Regions from separate parts of the Capra hircus genome. Here region 2 is linked to region 1. The links are chromatin contacts, called in public Hi-C maps. All regions are on one chromosome and are shown on one strand. The core of a region is the stretch at or near the end of the contact, and the rest is flanking DNA. Distances in the headings are between cores, read along the strand shown.

Region 1 (6,790 bases), core at 3,953-6,452:
CAGTAGACTTTTTTTGTATGTTGATTTTTATATCCTCTAACTTCACTGAATTTATTAGTTTTAACAGGAGAGAACACTACTAAACTCATTTTATAGAGCCAGCATTAACCTGTTACCAAAACAAGACAAGGATGCCACCAGAAAAAAAATTATAGACCAGTATCCCCAATGAACATAGATGCAAAAGTTCTCAACAAAATATTAACAACAATATTATTGGTGAATGCGGCAATACATTTAAAGGATCATTGACATAAGTGGGATTTATTCCAGGTTTCAATATCTGCAAATCAATCATTGTGGAGGAGCAAATCAACAAAATGAAGGGTAAAAATCATATGATCATCTCAATAGAAGTGAGAAAAGCATTTGACAAAATTCATCATCCGTTTATGTTAATAACTCTGAATAGAGTGAGTGTAGAGAGATTGTAACTCAGCACAATAAAAGCCATATGTGCCAAGTCCACAGCTAACATACTCAAAAGGGAGATCACGGATGAGACAAAGATGCCCACTCTCGCAACTTTTATTTCACATAGTATTGGAAGTCCTAGCCAAAGCAGTTAGGCAAGAAAAAGAAGTAAAAAGCATCCAAATTAGAAAGGAAGAAGTAAAACTACCATTATTTGCAGGTGATATTATATATATTAATGGAAAACTTTAAGGGTTCAATCAAAAAACTATCAGAGCTAACAATAAAGTTGGCAGGATACAAAGTCAACATACAAAAATCTGTTGCATTTCTGTGTACCTCAAATTTAAAACAGGGATAATAGTTGCTTTACACGGGGTTATTGGGAGGATTAAATGAGAGGGCTACATGTAAAGTCTTGAGTACAGAGTCTGCTGCTGCTGCTAAGTCACTTCAGTGATATCCGACCCTGGGCAGCCCTGTAGGCAGCAGCTCACCAGGCTCCTCTGTCCCTGGGATTCTCCAGGCAAGAATACAGAGTCTGGCCCAGAGTAAAAGGTCAAGGGATGGGAGCTGTTATTACTGTTGAGTGGATGTTTTATCTTAAGTCCAAGGAAATGAGGGACATGAAGAACTCTGTAAGCTTTACAGTGTAACATAAATGCCACAGGTGATTACTCTCTTGAATATGTTCAGCGCATGGGTTCTCCCTCACAGGAGGTGTCCTGAGGGAAGCCAGGCATCTCTGGATAAGATGCTGTTCTCTTTACCTTTTGACTTTTTCGGACCTTGAGTTCCTTTTCATTTTCTGCCTGGCTTCCTGTGCTGGGAACATGCTAAGCATCTACAGGAAGAGTCTACTCAAAGTAGTCAGGAATCTGAGGGGAAGTTTTGGTGATACAGGTGTGGGTGGGCCTTAATTTAACTTTGCCTAGTCCTTGGTGACCTGTTGGTAATAGGGACCACTGAATGACTCCAGGAGAGGCCCAGGGCTATGCTTCCTGGCACAAGGTACCCTGTCTGACTTCTTGACCTCAAAACTAAGGACTCACAGAGCTATAGTTTGGTAGCATTGGCATAGGCAATGCAAATTATAGCTGCTAATGGTTACTCAGTGTTTATTACAGGGCAGGCTCTCTGCTAAGAGCTTGATAGTCTTGAAACCTAACAACCCTAGGGGGTAGGTACTATTATTATCCATTATTATCTTCTTTTTGCAGATGAGGAAATTAAGACTTGTACCTTGCTAAGGGTTATATTTCTGGTAAGTATATTCAGATTCTGGTCTGACTGATTCTAATGGCCTGAGTTCTTTTCTTTGTGGGCTTTTCGTTTAGCTGTGCATTAGTGTCACCTATGAAGTTCGCTGGCCACCTCATGTGAAGAGTTGACTCATTGGAAAAGACCCTGATGCTGGGAGGGATTGTGGGCAGGAGGAGAAGGGGACGACAGAGGATGAGATGGCTGGATGGCATCCCCGACTCGACGGACATGAGTCTGAGTGAACTCCGGGAGCTGGTGATGGACAGGGAGGCCTGGCGTGCTGCAACTCATGGGGTCGCAAAGCATCGGACACGGCTGAGTGACTGAGCTGAGCTGATGAAGTTGGCTGAAATTCCCGCTCCTTCGGTCCCAGTTCTATAGGTGTGTGGTAGAGCCCGGTACTGTGGTATTTTCCTTTTTCCCAGGTTTATTGAGGTATAATTGACAAAATTCACCTCCTTCTAGACACTGATAAAACACTAGTTTTTTCAAACTAGACACTTCTAGGTTGATAAAGTGTAGTAGTTGTATGCAATTGTATAGTATCGTCACAGTCAAGATATGGAGCACTACCATAAGCCTAAAAAATTTCTTTTTATGTCTTTTGATCCCCTGATGCCTATACTTTCAACCAGATGGCTTTGATGCACAGCTGGGTGTGGGACCACTGTATGTATTCTGGTGCCTGCAGTTGTGAGGAACTGAGGCTTTAAAAGTGAAAGTGAAGTCACTCAGTCATGCCTGACTCCTTGCCCGCTCCATGGACTGTAGCCTGCCAGGCTCCTCTGTCCATGGGATTTTCTGGGCAAGAGTGAGGCTCTGAAGAAGGATGAAAAAAGCAAGAAAAGAAAAAGACACTTAGAAGGAAGACTGATCGGCTGTGCTTACTGCCTCCAGGTAAGCTGTGCTATGCAGGCTCCCAGTGGACAGATGGAGTGTGGAGCAGAGAATTCTCTAGACCAAACCTACTTAAAAAGTTCTCACATGGTTTTTTTCCTCAGCCGCACAGAGCTGGAAGATTCTGAACAAAGTTGATGTAGATGGTTGGGTTAATGGTTCTGGAATGGAGAGGTGGGGACTCTTGGTAAGCTATGGGAGAAGCTTTGGGTATGGGGAGGAGGCCCAGCAAGGAGGTGAGACCCTACTGCTGGAAATTCCAAACATGGGACCTCTTCCTACAGGAAGGCACTACTTTGGTTCCTTTGGCTTTCCTCTATTGCAAGAATCCCATAGTGACTCTCCTTAATCTGAAATCCAGTTAGGACAGTTAGCCTTGAGCAAGCAGTTTCAGCCTGTGGCCCAGAGAAGGCTTGGATAATAAAGTAGAAAGTGTAAAGTATAGCACTGATAGCAGAGGAGCTTCTGATGGCAACTTTGTGCCAGGAGTCTGGAGACTTTGATTCTTGGTTCAGCTCAGACCCTGGTTTTGCTTTTCTTTTCTTGATGCCCTTCTCCAAGAAGTCTCTGTTCAGCTTATCTCTCGTGGATAGAGTGGAGGATAAAGTGCAGGTGAGAGCAGTATGGCTTCAACACATGCATTGTGGTGACATTGGTTAGCACTGCAGAAGTAGGTTGCCAAAGAAAGTGTGTAAACATTTTATACTGGCTCTCCAGAGTTGTAATATATTGAAACCTGAAATATGCTTGGTCCTTTAGTATTTACTTTTCTGATCTTCAAAAAGTTTCTGGTTTGTTTCATGTGACACTTCCCCTGCCCCCCTTTTCTATATGGTGAGGTTGTGACTAGGGGTATGAAGTTGTGAGAGACTCATCTTAGTCTCGTATCCCTTTTATGAATCATCCACTCATCTTCCTGGTGGATGTCTGCACTCTGGCATGGATTCTGGGATTTAGTTTCCTTATTTGTGATGTTCAACTTCTGGTCCCTGTGATTCACCTCAAGAGGAAATATCTGGAGCAGAGCCACAAGGCTGATTAGAAGAGGAAGGGGCAGAGGGAGAAAGATAGGAGGGGTATTGTTGTGAAAGGAAGAAGTAGTGATACAGGGCTGTAGGGTGTAAATAAAATCTGAGCCCCTTCTCACTTGAGAAAGAATGAGTTGGGTAGTTGCCTAATGGCCTTATTTAAGAGGACTTTGTGATGTCAGTGGTGGGGAGTAATCTTTGAGAGTAACATGCTAGCCAGTTTGGGTTCAGGAGGCTGTGCAAAGTTTAAGTTATTCCTAGTTTCTGCTACCTCAGTGTCCGGCTTCCCTCATTATGGTCTCAGGGCTTTCTGGCAGTGAAGAAATTTAACAGGTCAAAATTACAACTATTATAAGTTTACTAAGCATCCCTCATACTTTCACATACTTCATATTATCTTCCTTAAATCCCCCTCAAAACTTGAGAGTCCAGTAAAAATTTCTTCTTAAACAATCTTACAGGCTAATAAGAAGAAAAATGGAACATTTAAGACATTTTTAGAGTTATGTGATTTTAGAGTTGAAAGGGACTCTAGAGTTTGACCCTACGTTATGTGTGAGGGGCTGAGGTCGAGAGTAGGGAAAAGACTGACTGAAAGTCACTCAACCAGATGGTGGTAATATGGGTCCTGAAAAGCAAAGACAGGACACAGAGGATTCCAAGAATAGAGATGCTCATGTGTGGTCTTTCTGAGGCATCAAGGAAGTTTCTTAACCCATTTTTGTGGCTAAGCTTCCCAAGTTGGCTCAGTGGTAGAGAATCCTCCTGCCAGTGCGGGAGCTGCAGGAGATGTGGGTTTGATCCCTAAGTTGGGAAGATCCCCTGGAGGAGGAAATGGGAACCCACTCCAGTATTCTTGCTTGGATAATCGCATGGACAGCGGAGCCTGCTGGGCTACGAGCCCATAGAGTTGTAGATTCAGATGCAACTGAAAGGAACTGACCACGCAAACACCAGTGGCTGATTGCCCCAGTTATGCGCCTTGACTGTGGCTCTGAGGTACAGAGCAGCCTCCAGCATGCCCCCTACATTATGTTTTCGCATAGGTGGGTCAGAATTGAGGCTTGAAAGGCAATTGGAGATTCCAGGGTGCGAGAGGTCTTTGACTGGAGATGGGGGGTTTAGTTGGAGACTGATTGCTTGGAGCTACAGCGTATGTCAGATTTTAACATGAGAGACTTTAGGAAGGTGTTTTAGGGTTGTGCTATGGAACTTGTGGTCTTTTGTTATGGCCTGGGGAAATAAATGTATGTGGTCCCATTGTGATGGCTTTACTGCAGTTTAGCCTCTTGCAGTCAAATAGTGTTTGTTTCAGTTCTCTTTTTCTTACTTCTTTCTGCATTCTTCTCTTCTCGGTTCCATCAGGCTCTTTTACCCTAACTTCTCTTCCTCTATCAGACTCTCAGAGCTGCTGTAGATTTTGGGAGGAGGAACTGGAAAATGAGCTGTGACCTACAAGTCAATTTCCCCAGGTGGATAAAGTCCACTGGAAGCCACAGAGGGGCCTCCTCATTCCAGCAATCTGGCCAGGCTGACAGACTCACAGCCTATGGGGGCAGGGGAGGAGGAGGGGACCAGTATTTCTCGGGCTAGTGAGGAACTGCCCAGATCTTTTCAGTCTAGGCAGAGGAGGCAGGAGGTACTGGGGTCGGCTGGTTGCCTGGGGATGCCTGGGCAGATGTGGAAGCGGCTGGAAAGGTGGCCTTGCACTTGGGTTGCTGTTGCTGCGCTGTTCCTAGGAAACGGAGGAGCAGCAAGCCTGCGGGGGAGGGGGAGCAAGTGGGTTGCTGCTTTTAGCAGCTGAAAGGGCTGCAGGGAGCTCTGGGTAAGACGTTTTCTGCTGCTGCTGATTCTGCGGTAGAAGCTGCCGAGAGTAAGTCAGAGCAAGGAGGATCGAGAGGGAGGTGGCTTCATTTGCAGCCATGCTGAATCACTGCTGTTGATCAGATCTCCCGCTGGTTGGCTGGGAGAACCGAGCAGAACAGAGCTAGGATCCTCCGGTACAGACACAGCTCAGCAGCTGCCACCCCAGCTGGGCCTCACACAATGGACGGGGAAAGGTAGGTACGTGTGTATAAGTGTGTGTGTGTGTGTTTGTGTACGTATATACGCACTCACACTGCAGCCACCAGCTTTTGTATTGGCGTTGGTTAGACAGGGTTGGAAGACCTGGTCACTGATGGATCCCAGCCGGCGGCAGAGCCAGACCAGGGAGACCCCTTTCCCCAGAGATCTGGCTTCCGCAGAGACAGGTCTGGGTTTGCAGGGCAGCGGAGCACCCTGAAAGAAGTGACTTCCTGACTGGTGTTTGGGAAGAGTTTCAGCATGGGCTGTATCAGGCTGTTTCAAGGAGGCGTTTCCCTTTCCTGGCTACTTTCCTCGGGGTGTTTTTTCTTTGGTGGGTGTTTTTTGATGTCATAGCAGGGCTGGCCTGGCATAGAGTACTTGCTCAAGTTGTCAACAAGCATGCCAAGCTGATGTCTTTCCTAAAAGTGTGTGTGTGTGTGTACCTGTATGCACACACAAGTTCAAGTAAGAAGGAGAGAAATCCATTCAGGTGACACTTTCTCGGAACTTTCCATTTGCATTGAAAAGTTTCCTAATGATACTGGAAGTTATATTCTTTAGGGAAACTCTTGCTCCTTTCATCAGGGGTTTCTTTATGAAATAGAAATTACCAGAAGGAAATTTCAGTACTTCTGTTGAGCTGGATCTAACTAGCGAGAGATTTTTTTTCCTGGCAGTCCCATGCATTTTAATACATTTTAAAGCTGTTATCTGAGGCTCTGATTCTTTAATTATGAAGGTGCTGAGTGTGGTGCAGGGCAGGTCACTTCTCTGTGTGCCAAAACATCTCCTCTCCATTCTGTGAGTCTGCGGCTGGTAGAGAACGAGGCTTGCCTTTTCCTTGAGGTGAGAAGACTAAGAGCCAATGGACCCCTGAGGGAGGAGGGCTGCTGCTCTAAGTCACCAGTTTGATTCAGATGGTAACTAGCTGGTTAAAGGGTAACAGGTTCAACTAAGTCAACAATGCCTGGAGTGTACCTCAATAAACAATTTCTTTTGCATGGATTGTCCCCAGTCTTACATCTCATGGGGGCACAATGATGTCATTAAACCTCTCTAAACCCCATTAGGACTGGCAGGATTGTATAGTGTCCTCTTGTCTGAAGAGGCCCCCGGGGGCT
Region 2 (7,058 bases), core at 2,814-5,313, 74 kb after region 1:
AAAAAAAAGTGTTCAAGTGAGGTGCATCTGGGAGACAGTGGCTAAAACAAAGGAACCAGGTTGAGAAACTGTGGGACTTCTCTGAGCGTTTGTATATTGATGAGGATCGTGAATCTCTAAAAGGGATTTGTAGTTGTATATGATGTGCTCCCCAGACTCTTTTGGGTCCTAGAACCTCTTTACTATAGAATGTCTCTGGCTTCTAGTATTTTGAGGAACACATTAAGGAAGCCACCTTTCTTTGGTTGCCCCAAATAATTTTTGATTATTGCATCTGTCAATTTTCATTTCATTAGTGATCTGTATTTTTTGATGGTGAGACCATCTTCAGAGGGTGTTATATCCATGGGAGTCTGGGTTATCCTGGGCTGTGAAGGTGCTCCTTCTAGAACAAATTTACTGGTTTGGAAATAGTTTTTATATTTTTGTCTTGAGTACCTCTTATACCACCTGGATAGTAGTAATTCAACCCCCACATCTGTATGTGACATGAGCCTTGGGTTCTGGTTTCTTGAAGGTGAAGTTTTCACTCCCCAGGCCATAGGAGATGGTGAACTTCCTTCCACTTTCCCATAGCAGATGGTTGGAGTTCATCTATTGCTGGTTTTACAGATGAGGCTACACTGTCCTCAAGGAGCCTGTGGCCTACACATTCAACCTGATGGGATACTTGTCCTGAACCATTAAAGCCCATATCGGAATTCTACAAGCCCGTGAGTCATTTTGGTCTCAGCTTTCATTCAGCTCCCAGACTTAAATCCTTTGTTATTTAAAGCACTCAGCCTTTACCTCTTGCTTCTGAGTATGGCTCAAATCTATTTTTTGGTTTTATACCATTTTTTCATGTGTTTAGAGCTATAGGGGAAGATTCCTTCTAAGTCAGCTCAGTATGCCGTGTTGGCTAGACGTTGTTGTCCCTCCTTGGGTCATGTTCCCGTCATGTGTAGGATCAGTACAGCTGAAGTAGTCTGTCAGCTTGGAGGCCTTTGTGTCCAACCATTGTGCTTCAGTCCTTTCCCGTATCCTTTGTCTAGTGAATCATAGTGGAAGTCTTTTGCTGGCTGTGGACAGTAGTGGAAACCTGGAGAACAATTTCCAGGCAAGGTGCTGTTATTGTTATAGTTTTGTCATTGTTTTTGTTTATATGAAGTCAGATTTCTGGCAGTGTGCTGTTGGAGAAAGAGAAAGAACCATGTGCCTAGTCATTCCTGCTTTGATTAATCTATCCATTCTCTCAAGAAATATTTCTTGAGTGCTTTCTGTGTGACAGATACTATGTTAGCCACAGGAGAGACATTGATGAACAGATAAACAACAAGATTCTTGGCCTCATGGAACTTACAGTTACATGGAGGGAGACAGAGATTGTCAAACACACATGCAAACAAATATGCGGCTCGTGAGCACAGGGTGCTGTGAAAGCGCAGACTGAAAGCAGTAGTTGTGATTGCTGCCCTGACGTCATGACTGGGTAGACCACTTTCTCACTGTCTAACCTCAAGTTCTCTTTTTGTGAGTGTCCCTAGCTGTTTCACAGAACTGTTGTGGGTCTGAAATGAAACAACTACAAGAAAGAGCTTTTTCAGTGTCGAACCTTAAGATGATGATACTATCTGAGAGATGAGGGCGACTAGATGAGGTTTTCCTAGAGTCTGGGGAGCCTTCAGACCAGTGATATGCTGGTAAATGTTTAGCAGTTGGCTCTCCAATAAAGAATCCCAAGAGCTTTGGTTTGTTTGCTGATCCCTTTGCTAATTTCCATGGTGTAAATATTTCCACCAAGGTAGTGTCACTAGACACTGAATTGCGACCAGCTCCAGCCCATCACTGCTCCCAGCTGTGTCCCATGCTGTGTGTGGCAAGGAGTGGGAATATGGACAACACACCTCTTGTTAAGTTTTGGTTTGAGAAAGAGCACAGAAGTGTGACAGAATCACTCTTGTGTCTGGATATGCTGTCTTGTCTTTTTTTTTTTTTTTTTAAAGTAATCTTATTGAAGTTTAAAAGGTTTTTATTAAAATATAGTTGACATACAATATTTTGTTAGTTTTAGGTGTACATCATAGCGATTTGACACTGAAATGCATTATGAAATGATCACATTAAGTCTAGTACCTGTCTGTCCCCACACACTTATTACAATATTATTGACTGTATTGTTTATGCTGTATATTGCCTCTCCATGACTTATTTTATAGTTGGAAGTTTATACCTCTTGGTACCCTTCGCCTGTTTTACCCATCCCTCCGCCCTCCTTCTGTCTGGCAACCATATGCTTATTCTCTGTCTGTGAGTCTGTTTTCATTTTGTCTTGTTTGGTCATTTGCTTTTTTGTCTTTTAGACTCCATATATAAGTGAGATGATACGGAATTTGTCATTCTCTGACATTTCACCAAGCATAATATCCTCTAGATCCATCCATGTTGTCGCAAATTTCACTCTTTTATGGCTGATTCATATTCTGTGTGTGTGTGTGTGTGTGTGTGTGTGTGTGTGTGTGTGTGTATCACATTGGAAGTGCTGTCTTCTTGATTTAAAATCATGGCAGTGCATTTGGCAAATGCTATTGGCTCAGTCCCTAGGAAAGAAAAATGTACCAGGGGATGTTCTAGGATGACAGGGAGAGTGCAGTTAGGAATTTGGATTTAGAAACATAGTTTCCCAGCTCCACAGTATGCCCAGGTTTTTCAAATAATTGTGCCTCTGAGATGCTATATTGCATAATGTTAAACCTGAATTTTTGGCATTAGAGGTGAGTCCATGTCTCAGATCCACTGCTTCCTGGCAGAAGGGTCATGCGCAGGTTGCCAGCCTCTCTAAGGCTGTTTTCTCATCTATAAAATGAGAGCAGTGGTACCTCCTTCACAGAGTCTAGGGTGGACTAAATGAGGTCATACATGTAAAATGCTCAGGACTGTGCCTGCTGTTATTGCTGAAATTAGTCCTTCTCAATCTTGAGTAGCAAATCTGGTCCATGTAGGAATATAGATTTTCCCCTGATGTTCTCAAAGCTAGCTTATTTCCTCATCCCGTGTTTGGGTGAGAATCACCCTTAACTGGACCTTTCCCCTTGCCAAGTCACTGCCCTGCCCTATTTTAATCTGAGTCCCCCTCTTCATTCTCAGAACACATTATTTTTCTTTTAATTTTTTTATTTTTAATTGGAGGATAATTGCTTTACAACATTGTGTTGGGTTTCTGCCATACGTCAGCATGAATCAAGCAGGGCAGAGTGCCCCAGGGCTACCCTCTTTGCTCAGTATACAGGTACGTCTGGCTTGGCTCCCTCTATAACTTAGAGGGTAGAGTGGAAGGATCAGGTTCATCTAGTGTTTTCTGACCAAGGCTTGTGCTTCCATCAGAGGTATGAGCTGAGGACTATGAAATCTGATTTTCTCCATCTTCTTTCCATGTAGCAACCTTGTAGCACTCAAAAAATTGGTTCTGAAACATGAAGCAGTGAGGAAATGATGCTATGGACTTCCCTTGTGGTTCAGCTGGTAAAGAATCCGCCTGCAATGCGGGAGACCTGGGTTCGATCCCTGGATAGGGAAGATCCCCTAGAAAAGGGAAAGGCTACCCACTTCAGTATTCTGGCCTGGAGAATTCCATGGACCGTATAGTTCTTGGGGTTGCAAAGAGTCAGACACGACTGAGTGACTTTCACTTTCTTTGTCTAAAAGTGAAACACTAAGTATGCCTTGGGGGCAACTGGTTATTTCATCATGGGGCCCACAAAAAAAAAAAAAGTTTTCATCTAAGTAGACATTACCCTGTCCCATGATTGAAGCCACAGGGTTGCTGCTTAGATCTAAGAGACCAGGGCTTTATGCAGTTTTCCTTTAAAGGGCCAGAGAGTAAATATTTTAGGCTTTGTGGGCCACAGCCTCTCAATTCAGCTCTGCTATTAAAGTGTGAAAGCAGCCGTAGATGATTTGTAATGAGTGAGCATGGCTGTGTTCCAAGAAAATTTTATTTACAAAAACAGGTGCATGTGGCCTGTGGGCTGAGGTTTGCCAACTGGGTAGCTACTGAGAATAACGGGAAAGAGTCTGAGCATTAGAGATGGGAGTATGTGGACCTAGCTCTGCTGCTTTCTGGCTCTGGACTTGAGTGAGTGACTCAGTATGGGCCGGAGTGTATACTCACTGGCCGTCAGGAGAGTCCGGGGTTATGGTGTTTCTGGAGAGTGTGGTGCTGGGCACGAGCTGCTGCTAGACATGAGCTGCTGCTGCTTCTACTTGTTGCCCCTTTGCCTTGGCCACTCCTTTGACAGCAGGGACTGTTGGGAACGATTGTAGGCCCATAGGCTAGTTGAAGTTCATTTGCTTATTTTCCAAATATGGCATCTAAATGAAAAAAGTATGCGACCTCCTCTAGCTGTGGAGAAGGTCACTGTTGCTGCCAAGTGCTGTGGCTTTCACAGCTGAGTAGGTAAACAGTGCAACTGAGCGGAACCAGTTAGACAAGTCAAGCCAAAAATAAAGATAAGGTTAAATATCGACTTCATTAGACTCAGCCTGCATTGCAGCTTCTATAACAAAAACTATGCTGATTGACAGAACGGTGTGATCAGCAAATCCTACCTACTCAAGGCCCTGCTGTTCATTCTTTAGGAAAGCGTTCTCATCCGGCCATGAGCTCTGTGCCTGGCACTGTGCTTGGTGGCAGGAAGTGCAGAGACAGAGCTGATACCCTTCTCACCCCGTAGAAATCACAGTCCAGTAAAGGGAAGAGGAAGGCAGTGTGCACAACAGAGCAGGTGTAGCTGTCCATCACCTAACTCAGCAAAGCCAGGCGTCTCTGGCATCCTTTGGTTCTAGGGCCTGGCTCTGCTTCCCTAACCCTGCTGCCTGCTCCGGCCTGCTTACAAGCTCATTCTGAACTCTTTTGTCCATTCATTCTTTAAATACATTTGAATGTGTATTATGTGCCAACAAGTAAGACAAGGTCCCTGTTCTCATGAATCTTAAGGGTTAATTGAAGAAACACGCAATTATTTACAGAATAATGCAATAAGGTTGAGACACATAGCTACGTGAGAGTTAATAATTTTTAGAAATGAACTAGACGAGGAGGATTTCCGTGACGTGTATGTCTGTGTTTGTACACATGTAGGTTATTTTATATAGAAATGAGAGCAAACTACACATGTATACTGCGCCTTCCCTTCTGTTCCATTCCACTCATCTTTCTTCCTTCTCTTCTTTCTGATGGATTCCTTTCTGATATCTCATCCAATCCGAGTATTCTCAGCCTGACTTAAGTACATGTTTAGGAAATAGGGCCAAAGCGTTAGTAACATATCAATACACACAAATACACAATTAGAATAAGAAAAATTGGAGGTTTTTAACCCACACTGGGAGATACAGCTTTCATTTCAAATTGTGAATTTTGAAACTGTAAATTTTTCTGTAGTGTTTACCTTTTCTCTTAGGATTTTTTTTTTCCTTCTCCCTTCCACTTTTTATTTTGAAAAATTTCAAACCTATGGTAAAGTTGGAAAAGAACGAACATTCATATATTCTTTACCTAGATTCACCATTTGTTAACATTGTGCTTCATTTGCTTTCTCTCTTTCTCTCTATAATCTTTTATTTTGTTAAATATTTAATTTTTATTTTTGACAATAAATTGTAGACATTATGACACTTTACCCTTAAGTATTTTAGCTTGCCCTTCCTAAGAACAAGGAAATTCTCCTTCTGAGCCATAAAACCATAATCATACCAAACAAATGTAACACTGACACAATAATATTTTCTAATATACAGTCGGCATTCAAATTTCCTAACAGTCTCAAAAAAAGTCTTTCATGGTTGTTTCTTTTTAATCCATGACCGAATAAGGATCATGCCTTGCATTTAGTTCTAAGTCTCTGAAGAAGAAGATTAAGCGTGCATGCTGTCATGACCAGCTCTTTGAGGCCCCATGGACTGTAGTCTGTCAGGCTCCTCTGTCCTTGGGATTTCCCCGGCAAGAATACTGGAGTGGGTTGCCATTTCCTTCTCCAGGGGATCTTCTGTTTCCATGCCTTTTTTAGTGTCTTTCATAATGCTAACAGCTTTTTAAAATGGCAATTAAAATTTTTTTGTTTATTTATTTTTGACTATACTAGGTCTTTGTTGCTGCACTTGGGCTTTCTCTAGTTGTGGCAAGTGGGGGCTGCTCTCTAGTTGTGGTTCATGGGCTACTCATTGTGGTGGCTTCCCTTGTGGACCCCAGGCTCTGGGCACATGGGCTCTGTAGTTGTGCTACAGAGCACAGGCTTAGTTGCCCCTCAGCATGTGAAGTCTTCCCACACGAGGGTTTGAGCCTGTGTCCCCCCTGGATGGCCAGGGAAGTCCCCAATGCTAACAGTTTTGAGGAATCCAGGACACTTATGTTGAAGAGTGTCCCACACATGCAGTTGTCTATTTCTTTGCTATAAGGTTCAGGTTTAACGTTTTAGAAAGACTACTGCATAGAGAATGCTGATTCCCTCTCATTAAGTCGCGTTCAGGAGTGTAGTATAAATTTGGCCTGTTTACTAGTGGTGTTAACTTTGACCACTTGGTAAAGGTGGTATCTGTCAGATCAGCCAGTCTGAATCTCCCCCATGCTCCCTGTGTGATTGATAAGTATTCTGTCAGATGACGCTTGGGAACTGTGGATATCTTGTTCCCAACAACTTTTCACCCAATGGTCTCAGCATCTGTGGGCGACACTGGCTGAATCAGTTATTATATCTGTGGTTGCAAAGTGATGTTTTTTTAATTCTGTGCTTTTACCTTATTAGCTGGCACTTTTCTGTGAAGAGCAGCCTTCCCATACTTTTTTAAGTATAGATTCTTTTTATTCTTTGGGTTTTGGTTCATTGCTATCTTTTTCTTTTAACTAAATATATTTTAAATGAGGTATGATTTACAGACAGTGAAATGTATAGATATTAAGTGTAAGATTTGATTAGTTTTGACAAATGCACTTGCCTATATAGCTCCCTCTCTATCCAGATATAGAAACTATCCATTATCACCAAAAGTTTTCTTTGGCCCCTTCCCAGTCAGCGCTGAAT

What was found. A called contact is a pair of places that touch in the nucleus more often than the background predicts.
Region 2: a contact with region 1 is called in a Hi-C map of blood, with 1.8 times the contacts expected there. The contact joins the enhancer-like site here to the promoter of KLHL3 in region 1. A contact is called at or near these places in 2 of 5 Hi-C or Micro-C datasets (both in blood).

Annotation. Positions count from the first base shown.
Region 1 is chr7:61,331,415-61,338,204 of ARS1.2, forward strand. KLHL3 (kelch-like protein 3) reads left to right here and starts at 5,203. Exons shown (of 15, transcript XM_005682967.3): 1 at 5,203-5,662. The coding sequence starts at 5,649.
Region 2 is chr7:61,406,363-61,413,420 of ARS1.2, forward strand. All of the region lies in intron 6 of KLHL3 (kelch-like protein 3), which reads left to right. Among named protein-coding and RNA genes, the nearest start is that of MIR874, 24 kb to the right of the region's middle. Within about 2 kb of position 4,064, at least 2 of the 5 cell types and tissues checked have an H3K27ac peak or open chromatin away from gene starts, as enhancers often do.